2 separate regions of the Rattus norvegicus genome follow, and region 1 is linked to region 2. The links are chromatin contacts, called in public Hi-C maps. All regions are on one chromosome and are shown on one strand. The core of a region is the stretch at or near the end of the contact, and the rest is flanking DNA. Distances in the headings are between cores, read along the strand shown.

Evidence for each region. A called contact is a pair of places that touch in the nucleus more often than the background predicts.
Region 1: a contact with region 2 is called in a Hi-C map of the A7r5 cell line, with 6 times the contacts expected there. The contact joins two enhancer-like sites. A contact is called at or near these places in 3 of 12 Hi-C or Micro-C datasets (the A7r5 cell line, the Rat2 cell line and Schwann cells).

Annotation. Positions count from the first base shown.
Region 1 is chr9:48,494,494-48,497,825 of GRCr8, reverse strand. No RefSeq gene overlaps it. Among named protein-coding and RNA genes, the nearest start is that of Lonrf2, 70 kb to the left of the region's middle. Within about 2 kb of position 1,620, at least 6 of the 93 cell types and tissues checked have an H3K27ac peak or open chromatin away from gene starts, as enhancers often do. A contact at or near this core is called in the A7r5 cell line, where this site is marked.
Region 2 is chr9:47,994,232-47,997,614 of GRCr8, reverse strand. The region is part of intron 9 of Aff3 (ALF transcription elongation factor 3); the gene reads left to right. Among named protein-coding and RNA genes, the nearest start is that of Trnat-agu33, 68 kb to the right of the region's middle. Within about 2 kb of position 1,879, at least 9 of the 93 cell types and tissues checked have an H3K27ac peak or open chromatin away from gene starts, as enhancers often do. A contact at or near this core is called in the A7r5 cell line, where this site is marked.

The DNA.
Region 1 (3,332 bases), core at 371-2,870, 500 kb before region 2:
ATTTACCATGTAATACAGTTGCCAAAAACCAAAACACATCAGATACACACACACACACACACACACACACACACACACACACACAAACACATCAGATATATAAGATGCCATATATACACACATATATATACATATCTCTTAACATAGTCTTATATGTAATATATTCATATATGGCATATATGTGTATAAAATATATGCTATTTTTATGTAGTTGCATTTAAGTTACCTAGATGATAAACTGCCTTCATCCTAGGACAGCCGTGAAGATTCATCCACTGTTTTCATGGAAATATGTATGAATGGAGAACCTAGAGGTTTGTCACCCATGAATGTCTAGTTTGGATGACCATTGAAGCAGAATGAATCCATGGTCAGGCTGTCAGATTGCTGCTCCAATGAGACACCTTCCTCCTAGTTGCCTACGGCATACGGGAGCAGCATTCTGAGCCCATGGCAGGGCAAAGGTTGATGAGGATGTGAGTTACTCAGCAACGAGGTGTCCTATAGAACAGGGGTGAGGGAGAGGGATAAAGGGCAGACGGGAATGCTGGCTTCATCACCCAGGTGGTCTGAAGTTGGGGCTCTGTTCAGAGCCCAAGTTCTACCCCTTGGACTCTTGGTAGAATTTTCTGGAATGAGACTTTGGAACCGTTCACCTGAGAATAAAAGAAGGCTCCCTGAGTCCCCTGCTAGTCTCGGGGTGTGACCGTCATGCATATACATAAAGTTGAAAAACCTGTGAGACCGTCCCCAGGAGCTGCCCATACTTCAGCATCAAGACAGAAAGAAGGCCTGAGGGGGCCGTGCTGTGGCTAACAGAATCGGTTCACACTCACACAATGCTTTCGAAGACCAGGCTTCTGTGGAAGTTCCTGGCTTGTAACTTAGGGGGTTCACAGAGAAGTCCTAAACCTGTGGGCCTCAGCAGAGATCTGGGTAGTCCTCAGGTCATAATTTGCCACATATGGACAGAACGCCGGGAATACTTTGCAACTTGCAACATTTTTGACCAGCTGGCAAATAACTTGACCCCTCCTGTTCTCGGTGAGTTATCCGGGAGCAGCAGCCAAGCAGGTTTTGTTATGGAGGTCAGCAGAAAAATAATTAAGTGGAGTACAGCAGTATATTCGAAGTGTGTCTCCATCCCATGCTGTGGGTTGGTTTCAGTTCAGAAGAAGCTGAATGAGAGAGGGAAAAGCCTTATTTAGCAACTCCCCAGAGCTTCGGAAACCGAGGGCACCAAAGCGATGCTGCTTTTCCCTCCGTGGCAAAAGACAGGCACAGGTTTTGCTCTCACATCACCAACACGAAATTCGCATAAAAAAATTCCTGAGGTTTGTTGGTGTTTGGCTTCTAAATGGAAAGGCAAGGGCTGGAAATGAGTCGCAAGAAAGCAAAAAAGGAGAATGCAAAGAGGATGCAGACGGGGACGTGTGAGGAAGAGGGTCCGTGACACCCTTAACTAGGTCTACAGAACGAGTTCCAGTACATGAAAACAAGGCGAGGTAAGGAGGGAGATGATGAGAGAAAGTGGCCCAGACCCTTGGAAAAAGAGAGCCTCGGAGCGGAGGTAGCGAGTTCTCATTCCCCGCCAGTAGAGGGCACTGTCGAGCAGTGTTTTAGCTGCTATTTGCCAAGGGGACCTTCAGGGAGCAGGGCTGGGGCAGGAGCGGTGATTGCTCAAGTGGCTGGAAGGCGTGTTTCTTAGGGTGCCATTCAGAGCATATGAATACCAGGGGCGGATTTGCATTTTTAAAAACGTTATGATAATATATTAATATCTCACAGCAACTGAGAAAAGCTGTGGGCCTTCCATCGAGTCCCCGGTTCTCTCCACAAACTCTTCTGACAGGTAGCGATTTATATAAAATGCTCTGAGGAGGCTGTAAGAGACTGTGATACATATTTCATAATATTTTCTAGCACAGCACTTGATCTCACGGGCAGATTCATGAAAATGCAGTATTTATTATACAATATCCATGTTTTATTAAACCTGGTTACATAGCTAGGGAGACATTTGTGGCAGAAGCCTCAAGGCTATGCTGGGGCTTGCCCCCCCCCACTCCCAGGAGCCCAAGAAAGAACCCAGATGTTGAGTGATATCCTGGGCCCTGGGTTCTGTCTATAACCCCCCTCCCATAGACCTGAGGAAGCCCTAGCTTCTCCTGATGAAAGGAACGGGCTCACAGATCTCCCACTGGCCACAGAACTGAGCGGAGTATTAATAACACGTTCAAAGACAGAGGCCCTCTATCTTATCAGAAGTAGAAGGGAGTCTAGCTTGTTATCCAGTCTGTTGCCCTCAACTTTATCTTTGGAACCACATGGCAGAATGCATCCTCAGTCTCCTCGGCACTACAAGGCTCCCAGCCAACCTGCCCTCCTGGAAACCTTAGAAATCTGAGGAGGGTTTGCTTCACACAGGGCGCTCTGGGCCGGGAATCAATCGGTCTGGCTCCCCTCTGATCTCCCAGGGTTGTGCGCCCTGGGTCCCAGCAGCTGGAACTCCCGCACAACCGTTCTTTTCTTTTCCTGGACAAGATTTATACAGCTCGGTTTAGTCTTACACAGACAGACATTCCGGGGAAGGGGGGGCACCCTGAATGTTCTCCCATAGACCAGAGCCCTTCTGCTCCCTGCAAGCCAGCTTAAAGATGGAGGTTAGATAAAGCTAGGTTGATACTCAAGAAAATGGGATTTTTGTATGAGACAGGGACTTGCTTTAAAAGACTTGATGGTTGTGTTGACCCTTGAGAGCCAGGAAGGAGAACCGTAGATGTAGCATGTGTATGTGCTTGCTCGCCTTGAGGCTCTAAGAGTGGAAGGCTTTGGCCTTTGTTGTCTCAACGCTAATCCTAACTAGCTGTGTGTGCTCAGATAGGTTGCTTAACCTCCCTGGGTCTTGGGTTTTCTTAAGTATAAAATGAGGGTATTCACCACCTCGGAGAGTTATGGTGAAATAATGAACACTAAGCAGACTCTGGCACAGAGAATGTCAGCCACTATTGTGAGACTCTTAGCTCTCTTCAGCCACAGAGCCGGCGACCTTGCTGCCGCTTGCCCAGCTGTCCCAATGAGTGGGTGGACAGCATCACTGTGTAAGGGGCCCTCTCCCAGGAGACAAGCGGAAGGTCCTCTCCACAGAGCACTCCTTAGAGGCGGGGACTTGACTGCTAAGGACAGTAGCACAGAAAGGGTGGAAAGAGACAAAAGCAGTTTGTTGTTTGTTTGTTTTTTGTTTTGTTTTAGGGGTGGGGATTGGCCAGAGGCGTTTCCCAGAAATCAGCCACACACCCTGGGGAAGCTGCCTGTGTCTTTTCTACTCTGGG
Region 2 (3,383 bases), core at 630-3,129:
AAAAAATCCCAAGCTCCAATGGAGTTCTTCTTGCGGTGGTCAGCTATTCCTGGGCATGTAGCCTGCCTGCTCTGGGATGTGTGTTGATACATCCAGGGACACTCCATTAGAGAAAAATGATTTTTTCCCATTCCCAGCAGGTATCGATTGCAAGTTGCACTAACTGGTTTTATGTCAACTTAACACAAGTTAGAGTCGCTTGTGAAGAAGAAGGAATCTCCAAGGAGAAAATGTCCCCACCTGATTGGCCTCTGGGAAAGTCTTTGGGGGCACTTTCTTTCTTTATGATTGATGTGGGAGGGTCTAGCTGACTATAGGAGGCACCACCCCTGGGTCCGTATCCAAGGTGATATTTAAAAGTACACTAAGCAGACCGCAGGAACCCTTCCATGGCCTCTACATCAGGTCCCGCCTCCAGGTTTCTACCTTGAATCCCTGGCCTGACTTCTCTGCTTGATGGACTACAGGCGGTAAGATGCACAAACCCTCTCCCCCCTTAGCTGCTTTTGCTCATGGTGTTTCATGACCACCATGTAAACCCTAAGACGCAGGCCAGTGTGAAATACTAGTTGCTAGAGTGGACATTTGCATATGCAAATCTATTTCATGACGATTCATACACTGTCTCTGAACAGACATAGACATAATGAATTCACAGATCTCAAATAGGCGGAGATGGCTATTTGTAGCAGCTCCTGCTGTAGAAACAAATCTGAAAATCAAACAGCGTGATTAAAACTCACATTTGTTTTAACGCCATTAGTAGGGAGCGAAATGAAATGAACTTTAAATAAAAGACTGAGACGTCTTCAACGAGCCTGAAATGACAAGTATGGCCAGGAAACCCAGCCAATTAAAGGCTCTGCCCCATGAAGCGGTGTCGTTACACCCTAAAGAGGACTCCGATTGGGTCAGCAGACCTTCGGCAGGATGGAGCTAAGTTGGAGAGCAGTGTGCACTTGTTACAGGCTGTTGTTTCTGCCTGTAACCCAAGGGATCTCAGGAAAGTGGGCACAGGCTACAGTGTAGCCATTTCTCAGGTTCCTCAAAGAATGGCTATGGTGTAGCCATTTCTCAGGCTCCTCAAAGAATGGCTATGGTGTAGCTGTTTCTCAGGCCCCTCAAAGACAATGATTCTTGGAGCTGGAAGTTCATGGTGGCTCACAGCCATCTGTAACTGGATCTGATGCCCTCTTCTGGTGTGACTAAAGACAGTGATGATGTACTTGTGTGACATAATAAATCTTTATAAAGAAAAATAACCTGGTTTAAAAAAGAAAGATGCTGATACTTGTGGGAAGTTAGGTAGTCCAATGTTAAGTTGCAAAGTTTATAGCCAAGCCCCTCTTGTGAGCATGCTGGGTTTGCCTAAAAAATGAGGTAAGTGCCTGAGCCAGAGTATGAAGATTTGGAAGCACCAAGGCGTGGATGTAATGACACAGATGCTTTAAACGGCCAATGGAAAGGAGCCAGCCCTGGGAGGCAGCTCTGTGGTGGTGGGTGGTTCTACTCAATGACCCCGAGAGTCAGCACGTGTCAACAATTGTCGGCTTTCCCCTGGCTTCCAGAAAGGGAACAGTCCATGGGAGAGAATGTGTGGGTAACACCAGACAGATCTGCCTCTGGTCAAGCCTCTCCCTTTGTGAAAGGAGGAGCCCATTAGGCAGTATCTTCGAATCTCCTGGTCCTTGTACTTAGTGTCATGCTATGATAATGATAAGTTGTTGTCTCCAGCTGGCTCAGAGAATTTAAGTGTGTCACCAAGCCTGATGATCTGAGTTCAAACCCTAGAACCACGGGGTAGAAAGAGAGGAAACACCTCCTTCAAGCTTCCCTCTGTGGTGTGCATACCATGGCACACGCTCTCCTACACAGATGCATACCCACATCCTGTTCATGTCATAGGTTTAGTCACCGCATCCCACTCTACTGTAATGCCACCATGTGGTGCTCACAGCTGCCTGCAACTCTTTGGGAATCAAGACTCTAAAGTCCAACTTCTCAGCATCTTTGGCTAGAGTTTACTCTCTGGCCTCAATTTTTTAAAGTTTAGTTTTATCTTGCATATCAACATCTTTGCTGCTATCGGTGACTCCTGCCTGTGTGACCTACCACTGACTCACAAGGGCAGACCTCCCTTCAGACTGGGCTGACTTCTGTAGATCTAAATTGATTTTTAAAAGCTAAAGCCTCTTCTGCCACCATAGTCACAAGGTAACAACATTTGAGGAAAGCCTTAGGAAGAGTGCTTGGCCTGGTTTGCAGGCTTCATTGTGACATCTTTGTGTCTCCATTTATTTACCCATATGAGTTACTTAAACATTTAGAAGCTCTATTGCCTTGTTGTCGAAAAATAAAGTTGTTCCTTGATGTCCAGGGACAGGTTCTAGGACCTTTCTCTGAGTCTAAAATCTGTGGGCACTCTAGCCCCTTCTATAGAATCTGGGGATGCTCTAGCCCCTTCTATAGAATCTGTGAGCACTCTAGCCCCTTCTATAGAATCTGGGGATGCTCTAGCCCCTTCTATAGAATCTGCGGATGCTCTAGCCCCTTCTATAGAATCTGTGGGCACTCTAGCCCCTTCTATAGAATCTGGGGACACTCTAGCCCCTTCTATAGAATCTGGGGACACTCTAGCCCCTTCTACAGAATCTGGGAACACTCTAGCCCCTTCTATAGAATCTGTGGATGCTCTAGCCCATTCTATAGAATCTGGGGATGCTCTAGTCCCTTTTATAGAATCTGGGGACACTCTAGCCCCTTCTATAGATTCTGGAGATGGTCTAGCCCCTTCTATAGAATCTGGAGACACTGTAGCCCCTTCTATAGAATCTGGGGACACTCTAGTCCCTTCTACAGAATCTGGGGACACTCTAGCCCCTTCTATAGAATCTGGGGACACTCTAGTCCCTTCTATAGAATCTGGGGACACTCTAGTCCCTTCTATAGACTCTGAGGACACTCTAGCCCCTTCTATAGACTCTGGGGACACTCTAGCCCCTTCTATAGACTCTGGGGACACTCTAGCCCCTTCTATAGAATCTGGGGATGCTCTAGCCCCTTCTTTAGAATCTGGAGGCGCTCTAGCCCCTTCTATAGAATCTGTGGATGCTCTAGCCCCTTCTATAGAATCTATGGGCACTCTAGCCCCTTCTATAGAATCTGTGGGCACTCTAGCCCCTTCTGTAGAATCTGGGGATGGTCTAGCCCCTTCTATAGAATCTGGGGGCGCTCTAGCCCCTTCTATAGAATGGCATTGGATTTACATGTAACCAACTCACATCTTCCCATAACTTTCAATCTCGCCTAGAGCACTTAGAATACCTAATACAATATAAATAACTCCTCTGCCCCGTGGACAGGAAACAATGTCCCAAAAGTGC